Regions from separate parts of the Mus musculus genome. Here region 1 is linked to region 2. A link is a contact called in public HiChIP or PLAC-seq data. All regions are on one chromosome and are shown on one strand. The core of a region is the stretch at or near the end of the contact, and the rest is flanking DNA. Distances in the headings are between cores, read along the strand shown. Region 1 has its middle 45 kb from the start of C030037D09Rik. Region 2 overlaps Gm38534 (a long non-coding RNA gene).

Region 1 (5,648 bases), core at 80-2,579, 530 kb before region 2:
GGGTCAATTATATGAACTTAATTTAATGAGCCCCCGAGACCGCTAGAATTATAGGTTAGCACACAAGGCCCAGTCTACGAAGATGGATATAATAGAAGCCCGCTTGCTGGCTCGTGCCCATCATCCCAGAGGTGCAGAAGCATCACTGAAAACTTGAGACCAGCCTGATCTGCATAATGAGTTTCGGGCCAGCCAGGGCTACATAGTGAAATCTTATCTTTAAGTTGTGGGGTAGCTTAGTTGGTAGAGTGCTTCCGTAGCACGCACAGAGCCATGGGTTCAATCCCCAGAACTGCATAAAGCAAGCATGTTGGCTCATACCGATGATCCCAGCACTTGGAAGGTAGAGACGAGAGGACCAGAGGTCCAAGGTCATCATTGCCTACATATCGAGCTTGAAGCCAACCTGGGATATATGAGACCTGTGTTAAGATAAAACAGAAACCTCATCAAACATAAGCATAAAAGCAGCCTCGTGCAACAGTCAAACATCCTAGCCACTGGAGCTCCTAAGACGTTTCGTCGCCTGCCTCTCGGTGCTTAAAATTAATCCTGTTTTCTGAGAAAGTGAAAGGAACGCAGCAATCAGGTCACTTTCCCAGAAGTAAGGGCGAGTAACCAGGGGAGCAGATTTTACAGCCGGAGGCTGGCTCCCTTCATTTTACTGCTCCCTTCATTTTACTGCAAGGAGCTGCTACAGGAGACCCTTGCCAGCCTGGAAGCAGGAGCACTCGGGAGATGGTGGCTTCTAAGCACAGTGTCCACATTCAATTCTATTTTTAGCTCTCATAGCACATGGTGCTAGGTTTCTGGCCCTTATTCTGGGTCTAATGACTGATCACATAACAACGCCCCTGTGAGCCCAACGCTTCCCAAGATTAAAAAAAAAAAAAAAAAAAAAAAAAGAGGTTTGGAGGCTGAGAGATGGCTCTGTAACGGCACATGCTGCAAAGCCTGAGTTCCGTCCCCAGGACCCAGGACTCAAGTGACAGAAGGAGAGAACTGACTCCAAGTTGTCCTCTGACTTCCACACACACTCCTTACCATGTGCAGGCACACCCAAAATAAATAAATATTTTAAAATTTTTAAATGAAAACAAGAAACCCTTCATTATGAATGCCCAACTCCCGCTGTCAAAATGGCAGAAAGCGAATGCTTGCCGTGAGCCTCCCACACCTTCTGAAGGAAGAGCCAGAGGAGTGGGTTTCCTGAAGTTAGGGGAAGATGATCCTCAGTTTCATCTTTGGGCAGTCTAGGCTTGCAGGGGTGTTTAGCAGAACAGAGTCCCCATTGTCTGAAGACCTGGGACCTGATGACAGCCACCCATTTCTGAGCCGCCTTTCTTGGGAAAGTGTAGCCGCTGACTCCCTGGAAGAGGGAAGTTTCTTGAAGGACCCCTTTCAGGAGAGGAAAAAAAAAATCACTGCCAAATCTCCCACTAGCATAAACTTCCCTATTCAGGACTCTCTTGCAGACTTTTAAAGAGATCTTTATGCAGGAGAGACACAGAAAAAGTAAGAAATGGGGATTCCTAGAATTTGATTCAAGAAGTGAGGCCATTAAAAAAAAAAAAAAAAAAAAAAAAGCAGTTTACAGATAAAGATGGGGGAGGGGAGCGTGGCAAATCCTGGCAAGATCTACAGGCCAAGCCTTTCGTTTTGATCCTGACATTTTTCCTACTTGTGCTTTTACATAAATGGCTCTCTGGATGTCTAGGCTATAATTTGTGTAACATTTAGTGATGGAAAAAATAGTTTAGACTAAAACACCCAGTTCACTTCAGTTCTCAGGAAGTGGGCTTATAGCTTTCTGCTCGTCTTAGAAGTTCGCTTTATCATTTTATTATTAAAAAAACAAAAACAAAAAAACCAGCCAGAGGTGGCACACACCTTTAACCCCAGAACTCCAGAGGCAAAGACAGGTAGGTATCTGTGAGTTCCAGGCCAGCCTGGTCTACAGAGTGAGTTCCAGGACAGCCAGGACTGCACAGAGAAACCTTGTCTCAAAAAACAAACAAACAAACAAACAAACAAACAAAAACAAGAAACAAACAACAAACAGAAAACAGCCTTAAACAGTCTGGGAAGATGGCTAAGTCAGTAACGGATTGGTTGTGTAAGCATAAAGACCTCAGTACAATGTAAAAGCCTGGTGAGGTAGCGTGCACTGTGCCCCCACAGCTGGGAGGTAGAGACAGGCAGACGCTCAGGGCTTATTGGCCAGTCAGTCTAGAGTAATCTGGCAGTTCCAGGGCCTAACGAAAGACCCTGTCTCAAAAACAAAACCAAACAAAGCAAAACAAAACCTGAAGGCAGATGGTGCCTGAGAAACCATGTTGGAAATTGACCTCCCCCCACCCAACCATGCACATGCAAAACACCCCATTGAAACAATATGTTTCATCATTTTTTTCTTTACTTTCTGTTTATTCTTCTTTTTTTTTTATGGTACTGAGAAACGAACCTACAGCCTCATGCATTCTAGGCAAGTGCTCCATTTTTTCGCTTTATTTAAAATTTTTTTAAATTAAGATATATTAACAGTGTATATTAATGAGCGTGATGTGATGTCTCCACACAAATATTCGGCACGCTCTGAGAAAATGCACCCTCCCCTAATCCATCCTTCCACTGAAAGTTCACGTTTGGAAGGCGGAATCTGAGACAGTTCTGCTCAGTGGCCTTGAACTCTCAACCCTCTTGCCTCAGCATTCTAAAAAGCTGGGATTACAAGTGTCTTGACACTTGGCTTTAGAAGCTCCCTTTGAAAGATCTCTTTCTCTCTCACACACACTCTCTGCTAATGTATCGTGTATTACAGGTTGGCCTTGAACTCACTGTACCAGCTGAACTACCTTGATCGGTTTGCCTCCGTTCTTGAGTGTTGGGATTAAAGGGGTCCAGCACCATGCCTGGAGTTTCTGACCAATAGCTAACCTTCCTGCTCATTCTAAGTGATACGAACTAAAGAGCACCCTCAGCCTGGGCAAAGGTGTGGCATGAGCAATAGCAAAAACACAATTAGTGGCTCGGAAGGGGGTCGCCCAAGAGCGTGCCAAGAACCGGCTGCTTGTGAACAGAAGGTGAGAGTTGTATTTGAGTGTTTGGGGCTGCTGTATGCGGTAGAGAAGCTGAGCGTAGCTAGCTCATCTCTCAGTGGCATAGCTCCGCAGGCACCGTATCTTGGTTTGGACTTGGATCGAGGTTTCTGAATTGGTTTATAAACTGTATCTAAGCAGTGATAGTAGTCGTGGTGGTGGTGGCACAAGCACTTAGGAGACAGAGGCAGAGGTGGATCTCGGAGTTTAAAGCCAGCCTGGTCTACAGAGAGAGTTCCAAGACAGCCAGGGCTAAACAGACTCTGTCTCCAAAAACATGAAAATAAAAAAATAAAAATAAAAGATAATAAGTCCTAGAAGTCTAGGCAGGGCTTATGGGCCACAGCCATATTGTGCTGCAAGTCTGTCTGCGTCTCTCAATTATAAAGAAAAACCTTTTCCTTTCCTTCCATCTTCTTTCTAAGCATCCTTTCCTTAGTGCCTGGGGCCTTTTCCTCAGAGCGTTTTGGGCTTCCTCACTCTTTCTCTAAAGAGTAGAGCCTATTGCTGTATGAAGGAGTGGACCCACAGCGGATACAGATACCAGAGCATACCTCCCGCAGGGGCAAGCCCTTTGGCAGCAACGGGACTGAAGAGTCTCTGCGTAGTATAGCCTAAAGTGTACTTATTTATTTTGGTGCCTTTGTGAGTGCTTTCCAACTTTACAGGAGGAGGCTTTTTTTTTGGTTTTGTTTTGTTTTTAGTAACTGCACACATATTTCTTTTGACATGAGTGAAACTCATGAGTGAGCAGTTCTTTTCCGGACTCTCCCGATGACAGTGTGTCTTCCTTGGACTTTCCTGGGCTCCTGTGGACTTTCTAAGGCATGGACACCTGGAAGACATAGAGGGATGGCCTGAGTGTGGGGACAGAAGTGGCCATTTCCCAAACTTCGTGAATCTGGGTAAAATATGACCCACTGAGGCACTCCATTTGAAGTTTCTGAGATCAGGGCGGTCCGGCACTCAGTGTGGAAGTTGGAGCTATCTGTCACAGTCTTGAAGAGCTCTAGAGTCACGTGTTCAGGTCTTTTCGAGAAAAGGGGCAATACCAGCGGATGCCCACTCCCAACCCACCCAAGGTGGGTACAATTAAAACAGTTGGCGTGTGCTGAAAACCTCTCATGGCAGGCATTACCCAGAGGCTCCGCCTAACTGTGACCCGCTCTGCTTCCCTCTGAGTTCCTGTTTTGTTTCTAAAGAGGTGACCACGTGCTTTGGCATGGATGTGGGGGTAGATGGGTGGGAGGTGAGTTGGTTTGTGTGTGGGGGGGTGACAGGGTGGGATTGGGAAGACTTCTGTAGCTCTTAGAGAATGAACTAGGCCTGGTCCAAGCTAACTGCTATACTCTGTGAAAGAGGGGGTTAGCTGATAGCTGGAGTTTGACCCTCCAATGCTGCAGAAAAAAAGGGGGAAAAACAACGTATTTGACCCAATCCTGGAAAATACTAAGAGGGTGAGAGCCCTTGGGCTTCTGGGAAAGATTTCCCCTGATAAAAAGTGCATCAAGGGGCCAGTGATATGGTTCAGTAGGGAGAGGCTTGCTGCTAAGTCTGAAGACCTGAGTTTTGACCCTGGGATACATATGATAGGAGAGAATTGGCTCCTATAACTTGTTCTCTGACCTCTACATGTAAGCTGTGATACACACACACACACCACAACACACACTCATTCATACATACACAGATACACTTACACACACACACACACACACACACACACACACACACACTCATACAAACGCATGAATACACACACATAGACATACACTCTACACACACTCATATACACACATATAAGCAGTCTCACACATGATAATTGTAATAATTTTTTAAAGTACACTGAAAGAAGCACTCATTCTTCTCTTCCTGCTTCTAGACTTTTTGGTTAGACGAGGAATCGATGTTCAGAGGTGTGGCAGACGTATCTCCACAAAGGGAAGGCCAAGAAAACTTTTCTGAAGCTGCTCCAATTCCTTACTACATTGAGCTGCAGAGTCAGGATGAAACTAGGGACGAACTTCAGCCAGCCATGGCTGACAGAGCAGAGCTCCGTTGATGGGCCAGGCTTTGCTTCTGATTGATGGATGCTGGTGAACGTTGGTGAAGTATCTTGAATTCCATTTTCGTCCTTTGTTTAGAATCAACACATATGAATTTTATTATTGTCCTAGTCATTGTCTTATTGCTGTGAACAGACACTAGGACCAAGTCAAATATGAAAGAAAACATTTAATTGGGAGCTCGATTACAGTTTTAGAGGTTTAGTCCATTATCATCATGACTGGGAACATCATAGTACACATAGGTGGCACTGGAGCAGTAGCTGAGAGCTACATCTTGATCCATAGGCAGAGAGAATGAGGGGGGGGGGTGCTGGGAGAGACAGACAGACAGACAGAGACACAGAGACACAGACACAGACACTCTGGGCTTTTGAAACCTCAAAGCCCACCCCCAGTGACAGACTTCCTCCAACAATGTCCCACCTCCTAATTCTTCTAATCCTTTCAAATAGTACCACCTCCTGGTGACTAAGCATTCAAG
Region 2 (5,297 bases), core at 487-2,986:
ATGATGTGACAATGTGGATCTTGGAATTTGGATAGAAAGTAAGACAAAAAAAAAAATAAAAAACAAAAAAAACAAATCAGGGACAGCAGAGGGGAAGAGCAGGACATGGAACAGCCAATAAAATGACCAGAGCAGAGTGGCTTTGTGCTGGAACAAGGAGCAAGGCCAAGCTGACAGCACCTGGCTTCTAGCACAAAACTTCCCCGTCCTGTACAGATGTGCAGTCTGCTTCCCAGATGCAGCCTGCGGCCTGTGGCGCTCTGTTACACACTCTAAAAACAATGTTATGTATCTTTCTCACTGCACTGTGAGCCTCTGGGTCAGGAATGTGGTTGGAAGAATGGTGTATCTCCAGCCCCCTCCATCCCTGGTCGTGTCCCCGAGAGTCCTCAAAATCACGAGACAAAGGGGAATTGGGTTTGCAGAGGGAATGATGGCTGCCTATCCACCGACCTTAATAAAATGGGCAGATTGGATTTGCTGAGCCCAGAGTTACCAGCACGTGGGTCCTGAAAAGGTGGGCAGGAGAGTCAGAGGGAAGTGTGACTATGGAAGAAGACCCAAGTGGTGTATATGAGAAGAGTCTGGCTTGCCCTTACAGGATTTGGAAGTGGAAAGAAAGTGAGGCCACAAGTCAAGGGATGCTAGAAGCTTAAAAGGACAAAGAAATTGATTGTCCCTTAGAACATATAGTGGGCCTGTCAACACCCTGATTTTAGCCCAGTGAGAAAGAACCCTTCCTCACCTCTAACCTACAAAGCCATTAAGATAATACATGTCTGCTGTTCAAGCCACAAAGTTGGAAGTAATTTGTTTTTGTGGTGCTTGGTGTTCGGAATCTAGGTTGTTCTGCACACGTGGTAGGCAAGTGCTCTACTTCTGAGCTACCTCCCCAGTCTTGAAGGCAAGGTTCTTGTTTACAGGAGCAGTTGGACAGTAACTTTGGAGGGACTTCTATGTCTCTGTCTCAGATGTATTCACAGCCACATGAAACCTGATTCTAGCTATGGAAGTGCTCGACCCATGCTTACTTAACGAAATTAGGAAATTACGTAGGCTCAACAGCCCTGCTAACAAACAAAAGAAAGTCTAGCATTAGCCTGTACTGACAGCCTGGTGCTCCAAGCGCCTTTGTTCTTCACAGCCTCTGCTCTCGCTATATAAATAAAGCCAGAGGACAAGGCTTCCTTCTGTGTTCCAAGCAATTTGCTTATGCGAGTGGGATTCCCGGGTCAAGAATGATGCGAGGTGTTTTTATGGTCCTTCACCCACTTAGCCAGCTTACTTTTCAGAGTCTGAGCCCGTGAGCTCATTCGTGATTCATGCAAGCTGGCGTCTCACTTTCTGACGAGCTCGGGCCCATGCGGGTTAGGGGGTGGATCAGAGAGCCTCATGCACAGCCCGTCCCTGAGCCCTGAACTTGTCCCTGCTCCATAGAAACTCTAAAGTTCTAACCCCTCAGACTTGAGGGAGGCGTCCGGCGTCCCTCAAAGAGCAAAGGTCCGGGTCACCATGCTGGTGGGGCAGGACGGACTTCGTGGTCACAAGGAAGGTTCCTTAGGGACAATACTGATGCAAGAGGGAGCAACCTGACACACCCCTAGTTAATTTTATCAGGGACTGCATCGAGAGCTTTTTTTTTTTTTTTTTTTTTTAAGAATCGCAAGAGACGGTCCAGTCTGCCTGTGTTGAGGAAGCTGTAACTTTCCAGTGCTCCTAAATAGTGAGCCTGGGAATTGCTGTGACTGACCCAGGGGGAGGAGCTGGTCTGACCCAGGGGGAGGAGCTGGTCTGACCCAGGGGGAGGAGCTGGTCTGACCCAGGGGGAGGAGCTGGTCTGACCCAGGGGGAGGAGCTGGTCTGACCCAGGGGGAGGAGCTGGTCTGACCCAGAGGGAGGAGCTGGTCTGACCCAGGGGGAGGAGCTGGTCTGACCCAGGGGGAGGAGCTGGTTTATTTAAAGACCTGACTTTATTTTTTTTCCTTCCTTTCCTTAGCAGTTTTAGCTTTCTTTTTTGTTTCTCTCTGTTTTAGTTGGAGTTTGGGTTTCTTGTTTGTTTGGGGCTTTTGTTTTTAATGAGTCCCTTGTTGACTGGGCTAATAAGAACATTCCAGAAGTGAGGATAAGATGGCTAATTTCTTTCCACCTGCTTCTAATCTATAGAGAACAAACCAACCCAAGGCTTTACCCTCCCTGAGGGCTTCTCAGTTTCAGGGAAAACGAAACATCCCCGTGACAACTTGGCTCCCCTGTCTGTCTCTCAGGAGCCTCGCAGTGCAGATGTTGGGAGACACTGCTCAAAACAGTGGACAGGTGGGTCTGTGGGAGTGGGGGTAACAGGCTCTTAAAAGGTCTGCAAGCAAAGGCTTCGGGGAGACTGGGCATCACTGTGCCAGGCTCTATCATGAATGACATCTAATGACCTGCCCTTGGCCTTTTTTCTTCCTTCCTTCCTTCCTTCCTTACTTCCTTCCTTCCTTCCTTCTTTCCTCCCTCCCTCCCTCCCTCCCTCCCTTCCTCCTTTCCTCCCTTCCTTCCTTTGGTTTCTACTCTGCCTCAGCTTGACATGATAAAATAGGGCGTATGAAACTGAGCTCTGTGGACAGAAGACCGTCCCTGAACAGTCTGGGACTCGGGCATGTCTGTTAACCACCAGGCTCTGCTAGTGAGCATCCGATCAGGAGAATTCTGGAATTCAGAAATCTTTACCAGTTCTTGGTACTAACCTCAAACGTCCCTTGTGACTTGGGGCCTTTGGTTCTAGGGGTTCAAGTTTTCCCTCTGGGAAATGCCCAAAACAGTCCCCGTTCCCTAGGGAGTGAGTACGGGGTATGTCAAAGGAAGACAGAAGAGCCAATATTATAAATCACCCCTCAAGTGGCTGCCTAAACAGAGCCAGTCAGACCCCGGACAGCTCCCTTTCCCTGCCCTCCACACACACCCTGACAGCATCCCACAGGCCTCCTGCCTCCCTGTGAGGCCTCAGGCGACTTCACAGCCCGTGAATTTCCTTTGGCACTTTGAGGCTTCCTCCCACCCCCACCCCAGAGGATGCATGAGACCGCAGCAGGAAATGAAGAACATATTTTTAAATCAGAGGGGAAGCGATGTCTTTGTGTCAGATAAGTGGCCTGGATCCAGGGCTGAGAGACTGTGGCACATCTCTCCTTGCAGACAGCAGGTGCTCTTCGAGATGTGGTTGTGGCAACAAAATAAATGATGGATAATTGCTTTTGTGACAACTTGCCAATTAAATTAGACTCAGCAGAATAACATAATGACAATTTGTTATGCTCCGGTGGGCACTAACATACCAATCATAATTAAATGCTATGACTGAAATAGAATACGGCTCAACGCAGGAATATATAACCCCAATTCCCTCTCCGTGAAACATTATAGGTTGAGGCTTGATTTTAATTTCGGGAAGATAATGGCATTAGTGCATATCTGAGTGGGTTTGTGGAGAGGCCTGTGGTGAGAGGAGATGGGCCCGAGTGAAGGCTGGCCCAGGGGAACGCCCTGGGGGGCTGATCTGCAAGGTAGTGAGGAAGTGTGGGGAGTCTTTGGGCGAAAACAGTGTTTCTTGGATGTGTCTGGTCTTGCCTACAGAGCTTGGGAGGCACGGGAGAAAGCTGTTGCCAACAGCCTCTGAAGTAACTGGGCCTACACTGTAGAGTCCCAAAGCCCTCCATCTAGAATGTTCTATGGGTGTTTGTTCTCACACCCTGTTTTAAAAAAAAAAAAAAAAGTCACTCTACCTCCACCAAGCTTGGGAAGCAAGGAAGAAGGGGTGGGAAGAATGTAAGACCTGGAGGGAGGGAGAGGTGCTGAGAAGCCTGGTTGTTGTTCACGTGAACTCACAGCAGCACAAGGTCAAACCAGTTACATTCCAGCCTGGATCTAGAAGGGGCTGCACTGGGCACAGAGGACCTATTTATTGATTGCTAACTGCTGTTGGGCAAGGGAGAGTCATTTTTCTTTGAGAATGCCCCAGACCTATGCAAACATGGCCAGCATGACTGACATTTACACCAGCACAGATTCTGCATCCAAGGCTCAGGGGATATCGCAGAAGAGGAGTTGAAAAGGATGTAAGAGCTGTAGACTCAGGACGTCTGCTGTGAGACTGTGCCTTCTAGCTATGTCAGAAAAGCTATGCCCCTGAGATCTCAGCAACATGGCTGCCTAAAGATGGTCTAAAGGATTCCAACAGTTGACAGCCCATGGGTAGATGGGGGAACTCTCACGGGGCCATACCCCTAGATGCTACAAGCAATTAACAACTTTGAGAGAGGGAGAATTAGTTTTCCCCAGGAATGAACCCTGGGATCAATTATCTAATACCCAGCGATCAGCTCTAGGAACATATACATGCAGACAACACTGTATAGATCCAGTGGATTATAGCTATGCGTTTACTCATTTATATTTAACATCATTAGCTAAAGAAGAGGAGGCCGTGGATTTGCCGAGATTGGTCAGATGTGGAAGGGTAGGAGGGAGAAGAATGGAGGGAGAAAGAACCTAATTACATTTAAGATTTAAAAAATGCAGAAAGGAGGAGACTGGAGAGGTGACTCAGGGGTTAGGAGAAGTTGGCCCTCTAGCAGAGAGAACCCGGGTTCTGTTTCCAGCACCTACACAGCAGCTCATGGCCTCTGTCACTCCAGTCCCAGGGGATCAAATGCCTTCAGATACCAGATATTCATGTGGTGCACACATATTCTTGTAGGTAAAACACTCATGCAGACACACACACACACACACACACACACACACACACATGAGCTCGCATGTTTTAGAGTTTGGTTTTTCGAGACAGGATTTCTCTGTGAAGCCCTGGCTGTCCTGGAACTCACTTCTGTAGACCAGGCTGGTCTTGAACTCAGAGATTCAGCTGCTTCTGGTTCCTCTGTTTCATCTGCTGGGATTGAAGGCGTGTGCCGTCACAGCCCAGTTCCATTTCTTCTGTGACTTACACTTCCGGGACGCAGTCATTAGTGCTTTTCTCTTCTCCTACTAGATCGTAGCAGCTCTGTGCACACGATAGCTGTTCACCCTTCTATCCGAGCTTTGTATTGATTTTTTGTGGGTGCCACACTCATGCACCCCAATCCACTCATCTCCCCATCCCTTCCCATCTACCCACCGCCCTTGCGACCTCCGCATGAAATAACAAGACAAAGCAAAGATAAAAAATATATATCTCATGGTGGAAGCTGCAGTGTGTCCCACAGTCTACCCTTTTGTCCACACAGCTTTACTTGCAGATGTTCATTACAACGAGTCACTGG

What was found. HiChIP or PLAC-seq counts read pairs in DNA pulled down with a chosen protein or histone mark.
Region 1: an H3K4me3 HiChIP or PLAC-seq map of embryonic limb bud shows a contact between it and region 2, with 6 times the contacts expected there. The contact joins two enhancer-like sites. A contact is called at or near these places in 1 of 15 datasets of contacts at CTCF or cohesin (the NIH/3T3 cell line), 7 of 115 datasets of contacts at active chromatin or transcription factors (the 230-238 cell line, the NIH/3T3 cell line, bone marrow-derived macrophages and 4 more) and 1 of 9 other capture datasets (embryonic stem cells).

What each region holds. Positions count from the first base shown.
Region 1 is chr11:88,760,977-88,766,624 of GRCm38.p6, reverse strand. No RefSeq gene overlaps it. Among named protein-coding and RNA genes, the nearest start is that of C030037D09Rik, 45 kb to the right of the region's middle. Within about 2 kb of position 1,329, at least 26 of the 459 cell types and tissues checked have an H3K27ac peak or open chromatin away from gene starts, as enhancers often do. A contact at or near this core is called in embryonic limb bud, where this site is marked.
Region 2 is chr11:88,231,935-88,237,231 of GRCm38.p6, reverse strand. The region is part of intron 1 of Gm38534 (a long non-coding RNA gene); the gene reads right to left. Among named protein-coding and RNA genes, the nearest start is that of Gm38534, 3.6 kb to the right of the region's middle. Within about 2 kb of position 1,736, at least 249 of the 459 cell types and tissues checked have an H3K27ac peak or open chromatin away from gene starts, as enhancers often do. A contact at or near this core is called in embryonic limb bud, where this site is marked.